2 separate regions of the Mus musculus genome follow, and region 2 is linked to region 1. Evidence: chromatin contacts called from public Hi-C data. All regions are on one chromosome and are shown on one strand. The core of a region is the stretch at or near the end of the contact, and the rest is flanking DNA. Distances in the headings are between cores, read along the strand shown.

Region 1 (4,678 bases), core at 1,249-3,748:
TACTGTGTGTAATTCTGAGGGAGTATATTACCAAGTCTAAGGCTAAAGACTGGAGCCTCTTTTTCGTTACCTTGTTCTCTAGTTGCTCTTACATGCAAGGTCAAAGATAGTGGGTATTCCATGCTGTCACCCCTATTTAGTTTAAAAAAGGATTCTCCAAAAACCAAGCTCAGGGCCTGGACACCTCATTTGTGTGTCTATCTAGAAGCCTAAATAGGGAAGCCTGAAGCACATTGGGTAGGAGTTGAAATCTGCCCCAGCTGTGTGATCAAGGACATGTTATGTACCCTGTCTGGTTATATAAGACTCCCCAGTAGTGATGTAAGGCTAATGACACATTTCCCCCAAGTTTGTTGCAAAAATTAAACAAAATCATCTGAGTTTAGGACTGGACATGTAGTGGAAACCCCCTTGTGTCTTCAACACGGGGCCTCAGTGGTTGTTCTGTAGAACATTTTTTGGATCATAAATAAATATCTTCTCAGCCATCACTTTTGGAGTTGGGAGAGGCCATTCTACTCCATTGAGTCTTTTCCCAAGGCCTTGGTACAGCTGTGGTCTTTCAGTTCCTTATTCCTGCTTACCTCTGCATTCTAGGAGGAAAGTCATTCAGGAACTTGGCTATTCAAAAATAAGGTGGCTCAAAGTTCACATGGCTACGGGTAGGGTTAGGTCTTTGTGTGTGTTGAAGTCACTCAGAATTCCTTAGAACAAGGAGAAAGAGAAAAAGCTGGCAATCCATCCTGAACACACCCACTCTTGGAAGCTCAGCAAGGTGGGTCTTAGTTAGTACTCAGATGGGAGATAAGGTAAGAAAGCTGCAGTCTATGATGCTCAGGTATGTGTGGTATCTTTTATCATTTGTCTTCCTGGATAAGGTCTCTGGCCTTCAGAAGTTGAAGGAGCAAAAAGTTCAGCTCCCTGAAGCCAGTGGCAACTGATAACCAAGCACTTACATGTGCTGCTCGTCCCTCTCTGAGATCCACAGGTCTGTGCTTTACCTGTATACACTGTAAGCATCATTGATTGATCCTTGTTCTGCCTCTGATCTGCATCCTCCCCATGGGCCGCATCCTTCCCTGTGATTCTCATCCCCCCTGGACCACATCCAGTCTGACAGCCACATCCTATCTGTGCTCTGTCTTCTTGTGCTTCCCCATCCCCACATCCTTATTCTCCGTATGATCCACATCCATGTTCTTGTCCACATCCTCCCCAGTCGTTGGCAGCGCCCACGAAAACCAGCTGTACTAATTGTTCCTTTCCCCAGGTCCAGGGGCTCTCAGTGAGTCAGCACTAGGTTGTCTTGGAGTTCCTGGCAGTGTTGTCCATGACAGCACCACCACTCTTGTCCATGCCAGTCCTCTGTTATTTCCCTGCCCCAAGTCCCCACGGCTATGTCTGCTCCACTGCCTGAGACCTGCTTTCCGAGATCCCTCACAAGACACTTGACTCCAGGGAGCACTCCTGGTACCACAGATCTGGCAAGATAACCTTCTCTGTGTTCACACAGTGCTAGTCCTCCACTGTGGCCATCCCTCATATTTATCCTGATATTGCCTCCTCCCTCAGACTGAGAACACTCTGAGGGTAGTGGATGGCCCCTGGTATCTCTATGCCCAAGCTGGACAGCTACAAAGCTGATCAGATAAGTGACTGTGCTCCAGGAACAGATAAACCCAGAAATCTTAGCGGCTCAGGACTTTAAGGTTAATTTCGCACATTCAAGTTCATTGCTGGTCTAGCATTTTCCTCTGCTGTGTCTTTTTGAGCATTAATCGCCATTGAGCACCTGGCCTCCAGTCCCAGCATCCTTCTGTCCACTCCTATTGTCCAGAAGCATCCATGTGACCTAGGCTACTCACAAGTGAGCCCTGGGTAATACGGGAGCTTCAGAAAGCTCTAGACCTATCTGAGAAGGGCTTGTGGAGGTAGGGAAGGACATCCCCACAGGCAGAGAGGAGGCTTCCTCGCAGGCTGAGTGAAATGAAGCTACATCCCTGTCACCTCAGTCAGAGACCTGAGTTCAGATGAAACTCTGCTGCTTGAAAACAAGGGGCAGGACCCTGGAAACGCCCGATTTAGCCCTGTCAGTCTCCAAGCAGCACAGTGTTCCCAGCTCTCGGAGTCCTTTGTCCTCTGTAAGCTCCCTTAGCCTGCAGAGGTGACTTCTTTATTCTCTGAGCTGCTATTTATAACTTCCAAAGCACCCCTACTCCTTTGGTTCTGTATCGAGGTTCAGAAAAAGAGCCTCTCCCCCCGGCACCCCCCGGCACCCCCCGGCACCCCCCCCCCGCACTCCCCCACCCCATTGCCAGGCCTCTCTCCCCCAGAGCAATCCCGTAAATAAAGGATGAAAGGCCCCGTAATTATTACCATTCGACAACACAGAGACTGTCAAAACCAGGAGTCCAACAAAGGCCTGTACATAAATCACAGCTGATACAATGGCTCTTAGCTGAAGGGGAGAGGGCTTAGAGTCTCAGCGCGGCTGAAAGGAGGTTTGTGTCTGGGGGAGGAGTCACGGGAGTCACGCAGCCCTGGGGAAAGAGATAGGCTGAATGTCTGAACAGAGTGCCAGCCTCATCAACGTGCTAACACACCAAAGACAGGGTAGCTATTGAACGGAACTCGAGTGAAAATCCCGGGAAAGACTCCAGATGTGGCATCTCCACAGTGCTGGTGAGGTTACACCGCATCAGCAGGTTACAGTCTAGCCTGGCAGGGTGTTGTTCCCTACAAAGATACCCTGGCTTGCAGCTCTGCCAGTCAAGAGCCGCCTACAGCCGGGGTGTAGACCAGGGTTTGTGGAGTCAGCAAGGGCTCTCTGGGTTTGAAGAGAGATCAAGTGGGCTGGGCTGCCGGCTAGCTTCCACAGTGTGTGTATGTGTGAGTGGGGGCGTGTGCGTGTGTATGTGTGCTTGCCTATGCCTGTGCTTGGAGGTGAGGTTGCAGGCATTTTCTGATAGGCAGAAAGGAGGATACACTCCTTGGTGACAAATGCTATTGCTGAGCCAAGCCGGATCTCTTCAGTACTTGTCTGTGCAACGGAGATTTCTTGATAACATTGAGAAGCGTTGTCTTCTGGGTCAGAGTTTACGTCTTTGGGCACAATTATTGCTTTTGAGTTAGCCATTCGGTGGTCCCTTAAGAACTCAGTCGAGGGGCTTGGGAGATAGCTCATCAATAAGCGCTTACCTTGGGAGCACAAGGACATGATTCCCAGAACTCACATTAAAAACAAGCTGGGTGTGGTTGTGCACACTTGGAATCTCAGTGTTAGGGAGGAGGCAGGTGGGTTTCTGGGACTTCTTAGCCCACCCCCTCAGCAAGTTGCAGAATGCTAAACTATCTGCCATTTAAAAAAAATGTAGAGAGCACCTGAAGATTGCCCTTTAACCTCCAGCTCCATTTGCATATATACGCATAAACAGGTATGTACACAAGTGTGCCTGAATCCACATGAACATGCGCATACATACATGCAAATGCACACGGAATTCAGTGGCTTTAACAGATTGCTGGTGACTGTTCTTATGCATCATGTACTGCTTGGTATTTATGAATTTCAGATGGATTTCTTTATCTGAAGAAATTGTCCTTAACATATAAACAAAGGGAAGGAGTTAGATACAGGTCCAGAAGCCATATCGTGCATGACCAGTGTAGACAGACACCTACTGGAGGTGTGCTGAGAAGCACTGACTTTGGAGACCACTCATATGATGCTCCTGGATTGACGACACTGGGTGCCATTGACTCTTTCAGAGCTTCAACAGTGTTGGATTGTTAATAGGACTGTAAGGATGAAAAAAGAATCCTGGGGCCAATAAAATGGCTCAGAAGATAAAGGTGCTTGCCACACTTGCTTGATGACCCAAGTTCCATTCCTGGGACCCATATAAGGGTGGAAGGAGGCACACATTCGTTGTGTGTGTGCTCCACACACCCTTGTATACACACACACACACACACACACACACACACTAGCAGCAGCAGCAGCAGCAACTACAATTTAAGAAGGAAATTCTAATTGTCCTGTTAGGCTGTTCTCGACCATGGCATTGGTGACGTTTTAAATCAATAGGAGAGCAAGCATAGCTTGTGAGGCAGGTTAGCATCACTCTGTGACCTCATTCTACCATAAGAAAAAGTCATCGACCGTCTCCTTCAAACAATGGGGGTGGGGGTGAGGTAAGGCTGCAAGGGTGAAACAGAGGGACTCGGTCGCTCCAGACAGAGAGATGGAGCCCAAGTGCTTTTCTCGTGGAGGCATTCTATCTCTGTTGGCCTAGGACAGCAGGCAAGGGCTCTGGTGGACTCGAGAATTCCCAGGAGGCCCTGGGAACAAGCAGCCTAGAGACCTTGCTGAAATGGAGTCCCAAAGCAAAGGAAGCTGGAGACCTTTCATAGAGTCGAGCTCTCCGCTAGCCGACCTCTCCTAAACTCATTCAGCCACATAGCTATTAGAACTCATTGTACCTCTCTGGACCACAGCAGTTTGCCGGGCTGCAGAGTACTTGCAAGGCAAAGAGAATCTGTACTCCTGGGGGTAGTGTGGTTCCCAACAGTCTCTATTGGCCAGCTTGGCCTCATCTTCAGTGGCCAAGGTTTCTGCTTCATGTTCTGCCTCCATGGCTCCCCCTGGGTAACATGCCATGTGAGCTTATGTGGAGCC
Region 2 (4,678 bases), core at 1,562-4,061, 350 kb before region 1:
GAACAGATCTTCTTCCCCCAACCTGCCCATACATGCTGCACTCTTAAGCCAGTGGTCTTGAAAGCAGACTATTAACTAGACAGGCTTTCTCTGTCCGTCAACTGTCCATCAAAATTGGGACTGTGAGTATCACCAGGGAAAGCATTTTTTACCGCACATATAACTGAGAGATGGAGAGAACTGGAGAGCAAGATACAGAGAACACAGAACTATGAGACTATAGCTGACCTCTGCTTGAGTCTCCCTCATAACACAGTGCTCGTTCTATAGAGGTGGGTCAGAAGACCCTGTTGCACAGAGGAAATCAGAGGACGCTTGCTGGCTTTCCAAATCTGGGCTTTGAGATTAGGAAAAGAGCTTTTGTCTTCTGAGTTTGTTTCCTGGGAGAAAGAAGTGATATATTGAGTAATGTCTAAACTCCTGGTAGGCTCTGGTACTCATAAAGTCCCTTGTATTGCATTGATATTGATAGGATCCATTGCCTTAAACTGTCTCAGAGGTTCAGTTGAGGTCAAGCAGTGACAGGTCTCCAGAGATGCACAGTAGAGATTAACTCAATCTAGTGCTGGAGCTGCTGGCAAGCCACAGCAGGGTTTTCTCCAGCTTCGAGTGCCTTCTTTGGAGGGAAGCTGGGACACCTTGGACAGCTCCCAGATGTCTCTGGTAATCATCAAAGGGGACATCTGCCCGGAAAGGCTCTCAATGCTCTGCTAGATGGGCCAGGAATGAAGGGGCACAACATGTTGCTGGGTTTATGTACAGGAGGCAAGGATGAGACTCACCACTGCTCTGTGACACTTCTGGGTTGGGAGCTTTTACAGGAGCCGTTTAAATTCTCTCAAGAGGAAACCAACCTCTGCGGAAGTGCACATTCAGAAAAGCTCCTCTGAGCTCCAGTCAGACCCAGATATCCTGAGGCTCTACCATCCATGGAAGATGCTGTTGCTCCCTCTCCCTCTCCCCCTCCCCCTCCCTCTCCCTCTCCCATTCTCTCTTGATCTTGCTCTTTCTCACTCTCTCTTGCTCTCTCTCTCTCTCTCTCTCTCTCTCTCTCTCTTGCTCTCTCTCTCTCTCTCTGCTCTCTCTCCCTCTCTGAGGCATTCTCCATACATCTTTGTATTTGGACAATTCCTTCAGGTTTTAAGTCTTAATTCTGATCACCTCACAGACTGCTCAGGGCCACTGAGTTTCCCTCCATAGTTTCTCAGCTCCTACATCTGCAACTCTGAAAAATGTATGTTTCCTTATGACTTTCTATCTCATGACATTGCCCACCCCCCAATCTAGAAATCTTTGCATGCTCTTTCACTGTCTGAGTGGTCCAACCCTCCTCTCTCTAGTCAGAAACAGGGCTCTTTCCATCTCTCTAAAGATATAACATTTTGATTTAACTTAGTTGGGTTTCTCATCTTTTTGTTGGTTTTTTTTTTCCTTTTGTTTTGTTTTAAGGCCTGATCTCCTGCAGCCCAAGGTGGCCTTAAACTCGTTATGTAGTTAAGCATGACTTTGAATACCTGATCCTCCTGCCTCTACCAGCCCCACACTGTAATGATTAGGTGTGCACCACCACCCCAACTGGGGAGCTAATCTTGATCGTTGACTTTCTTGTTGAACATTCATCAAAAGCTCCCCTGTGGAGGCTTTTGCTGAGATCCTGACATGGACTGCGTGTGTGTGTGTGTGTGTGTGTGTGTGTGTGTGTGTGTGTGTGTGTGTGTGTGTTCTGATTCTGGGCAGGTACCTATTATTAACCCTTTGCTCACTGTGGTGTCTTCAAACTGGCTTTTCAGAGGGTGGCAAGGATCCTGTGTGATATGACTTACTGTACCCTGAGCCTCTGAGACTAGAATGATCTTCCCTAAAAGGCACACCCTCCTCCCCTATCTACCACTTCCTACAGGAGCCCCCATTTCTGGAGAGGTAGGCGGCATCTATGGTCTCTCAGGAGTTTTTTGTCTTCGTGCAATCTCTCCCTGTGTTCAGCATGCACTTGTCCCTCCATTCAAACCAGCAGATCCCACTCTTCCTAATGCTGAGACCCTTTAGTATAGTCCCTCATGCTGTGGTGAACTCCAGCCATAACAGTATTTTCATTGCTACTTCATAACTGTAATTTTGTTACTGTTGTAAATCATAATATAACTATCTGGGATTTTCAATGGTCTTCGGTGAGTCTTGTGAGGTTTTTCGACAGCCCCTCCCCCCAGAAGTCTTGACCCACAAGTTGAGAGCTGCTGGTCTAGATTATGTTAGGTACCGTGTGCCTGTGGCTCTCAGGTCCCTGATCTTTCCATGCCCTGGCCTGTGACATTTGCAAAGGCAAATTGTTCCATTCTGACCTCAGATCTTGCCTCTGCAGGGTGTGCTATAAATGACCTCTTGGGTTCCTCTCTCAGCCATCTTTGCCTTTAGTTCTGTGTGCCTAACACCCAGCACAGATCCTCTCCCCACGGAGATGACTTCAGGCCAGGGGAATGCCAGGCTGGAAGCCGGATTTGATTAAGGGGAAAAGAAGAGTTTTATGAGGCCACAGGGCAGGCGTGCCACCACACTGACCCCACAAAGGCGGGTGATAATGGGGCGGGGGGCCAGTGCTGGGTCTGATGTTACCCCTGCAAACCTGATTACAGGGCCTCTGGCTGAAGCTTGCCTATGCTTCTCAGAAAAGAAGCAGGCTTTCTTGCCCTAGGCTGGTCCCTGAACAGGCAGGTTTAAATTGAATCAGACCCTGGTTCCTGGTACAGAGTGGGCCATTCACTGGCCTTACGTTCCTCACAAGACAGGCCCCAGCCATGTGGTCATGTGGGTAAATTGAGTGGACTCGTGGCAGACAGCCAGGCTTCACAGCAGCTCACACAGGCCAGCCCAGAAGGCAGGTTTCAAAGCAACAGCTAAAGCCTGACAATGCTGGCTTTAGCAGCCACTGTGATTGTCTTTTTTGTTGTTGTTGTTGTTGTTGTTTTTGCTTGGTTGGTTCTGATTGTTGTTGTTTGTTTGTTTGTTTGTTTGTTTTTAAAGAACAAAGGCAGGATTCTGGAGACATGTGTGTCACTTAGTGGTGAAGGAAGCTTGAAAGAATCTCCCCTGACAGTGTCATATGTGTGTAAGGTGACAGTGGTTATACTCACCTTGACTGCCCCTGGTAATAGTACAGGCCTGTGATCATCCCAGCTACTCTGAAGACTAAGGCAGGAAGATGGCAACTTCAAGGCCTCCCTTGATGTGAGATAGGGAAGAAGTCCCAGGAAGGGCGCCTGAGTAGGTGTGGTTGGCAACCTGAAGCTTCTGATATCTTTTTTTAAAAGTCCTCCATCTTGCAGGTGGGATATTAACACACAGGCAGAAGGAACACTCCATCCTCTCTACTCATAGCACCTAGGTGGGAGTCACCCTGACCTCAAGGCTGCCTATGTGCTGGCCCAAGTCTTAGCCTAGACAGAAGAAGCAGGATATGAGAGACCATGGATGGAGAAACTAACCATCAGAGGGTCTACCATCTGCAGAATGACACGGGAATTCGTATTTCTTGGGTTCCCATACAGAAGCTCACTTGTACCTTATGTTTAGAGGTGGGGAACCTACGGCCAGAGGTGGGGAGTGACTCCCCAGACCTGCAGTGAGGCTCCATCTTAAAGCTTGATGCCAACTCTCAATATTCTGGCCCCAGTCTCCTGTAGTAAATAAAATAAGACGATTACTCGCTGAGTGGTCAGCATGTGGGAGACTTTCAAGTTGAAACTCTGAAGGCCCAGGGGAACTCCAACATCATATACTTGCGGTTTTTGTTTGTTTGTGTTTTGATGGTGTTGGAGAGTAAAGTTATGCCTTGTGCATGCTGGGCAAGCTCCCCGCCACTGAGCTGCAGCCCGGCTTATTTTTGCTTTTAACTCTGGGACAAGGCCTTACTGAGTTATCCAGCCTGGGCTTGACCTAATTCTAGAACCTGGGCAAATTCAGAATTTTCTATCCTCCTGCCTCAGCCTTCTGAGTAACTGGTTTTATTGGTCTTGCTGGGATTAGGGGTCTTTACCACAAGGCCAGGTTAAAAATACATCCTCAAATAGGAATTTAACTATGGCAGCACCTGAGCTTCACTCAGCTTTTAATCAGCCCCAAGCAGGCTGAGGGACCTCCTGAACCTAATACTGGGTCTGAGTCCCTGCTCTGTGTACACCTCCAGGTCTCAGTACCTCAGGTGGACTGGATGGGGGGAGGGGTCCTGCCAATGAGCACCCTGCAGCATCACCTAGGAGCACTGCCTCTCTGCTCCTGTTTCCATGGAAACACCTCAGGACCCATTGATCAGCTCTTGTTCGGGGCTTTCATTAGCTTGAGCGATAGAATAAGTTTTGATTCAAACATGACACTTTTTTAACGCAGTGAAAAACTCGTTTTGTATAAAACCCCATTATGTGGAACAGACACGCAGGTTGATGGCCAATTTAGTTAATAGAGCTTTGCAGCTGACACTGAATTAAATCTGCAGGAAGCAGCTTCAGTTTGCCCTAGAAGAGTCACGTGTAAATTTGCAGCAGGCTGGAGGCGCCGAGGGGAGGCTCCCAACCTGACCTTCTCTATTCAGCACTGCCACCCTCTTGTCCCAAGATCAAAATGTGCAGGTGCTATCCTGTCAGGCTCTCTGGATCCCTAGGATGACATCTGAGGTCTTTAAGTGAAG

The links. A called contact is a pair of places that touch in the nucleus more often than the background predicts.
Region 2: a Hi-C map of the N1E-115 cell line shows a contact between it and region 1, with 2.1 times the contacts expected there. The contact joins two enhancer-like sites. A contact is called at or near these places in 1 of 484 Hi-C or Micro-C datasets (the N1E-115 cell line), 1 of 115 datasets of contacts at active chromatin or transcription factors (embryonic stem cells) and 1 of 9 other capture datasets (embryonic stem cells).

The regions. Positions count from the first base shown.
Region 1 is chr12:12,678,666-12,683,343 of GRCm38.p6, reverse strand. No RefSeq gene overlaps it. Among named protein-coding and RNA genes, the nearest start is that of Gm34637, 11 kb to the right of the region's middle. Within about 2 kb of position 2,498, at least 117 of the 459 cell types and tissues checked have an H3K27ac peak or open chromatin away from gene starts, as enhancers often do. A contact at or near this core is called in the N1E-115 cell line, where this site is marked.
Region 2 is chr12:13,024,249-13,028,926 of GRCm38.p6, reverse strand. No RefSeq gene overlaps it. Among named protein-coding and RNA genes, the nearest start is that of Gm35208, 39 kb to the right of the region's middle. Within about 2 kb of position 2,811, at least 44 of the 459 cell types and tissues checked have an H3K27ac peak or open chromatin away from gene starts, as enhancers often do. A contact at or near this core is called in the N1E-115 cell line, where this site is marked.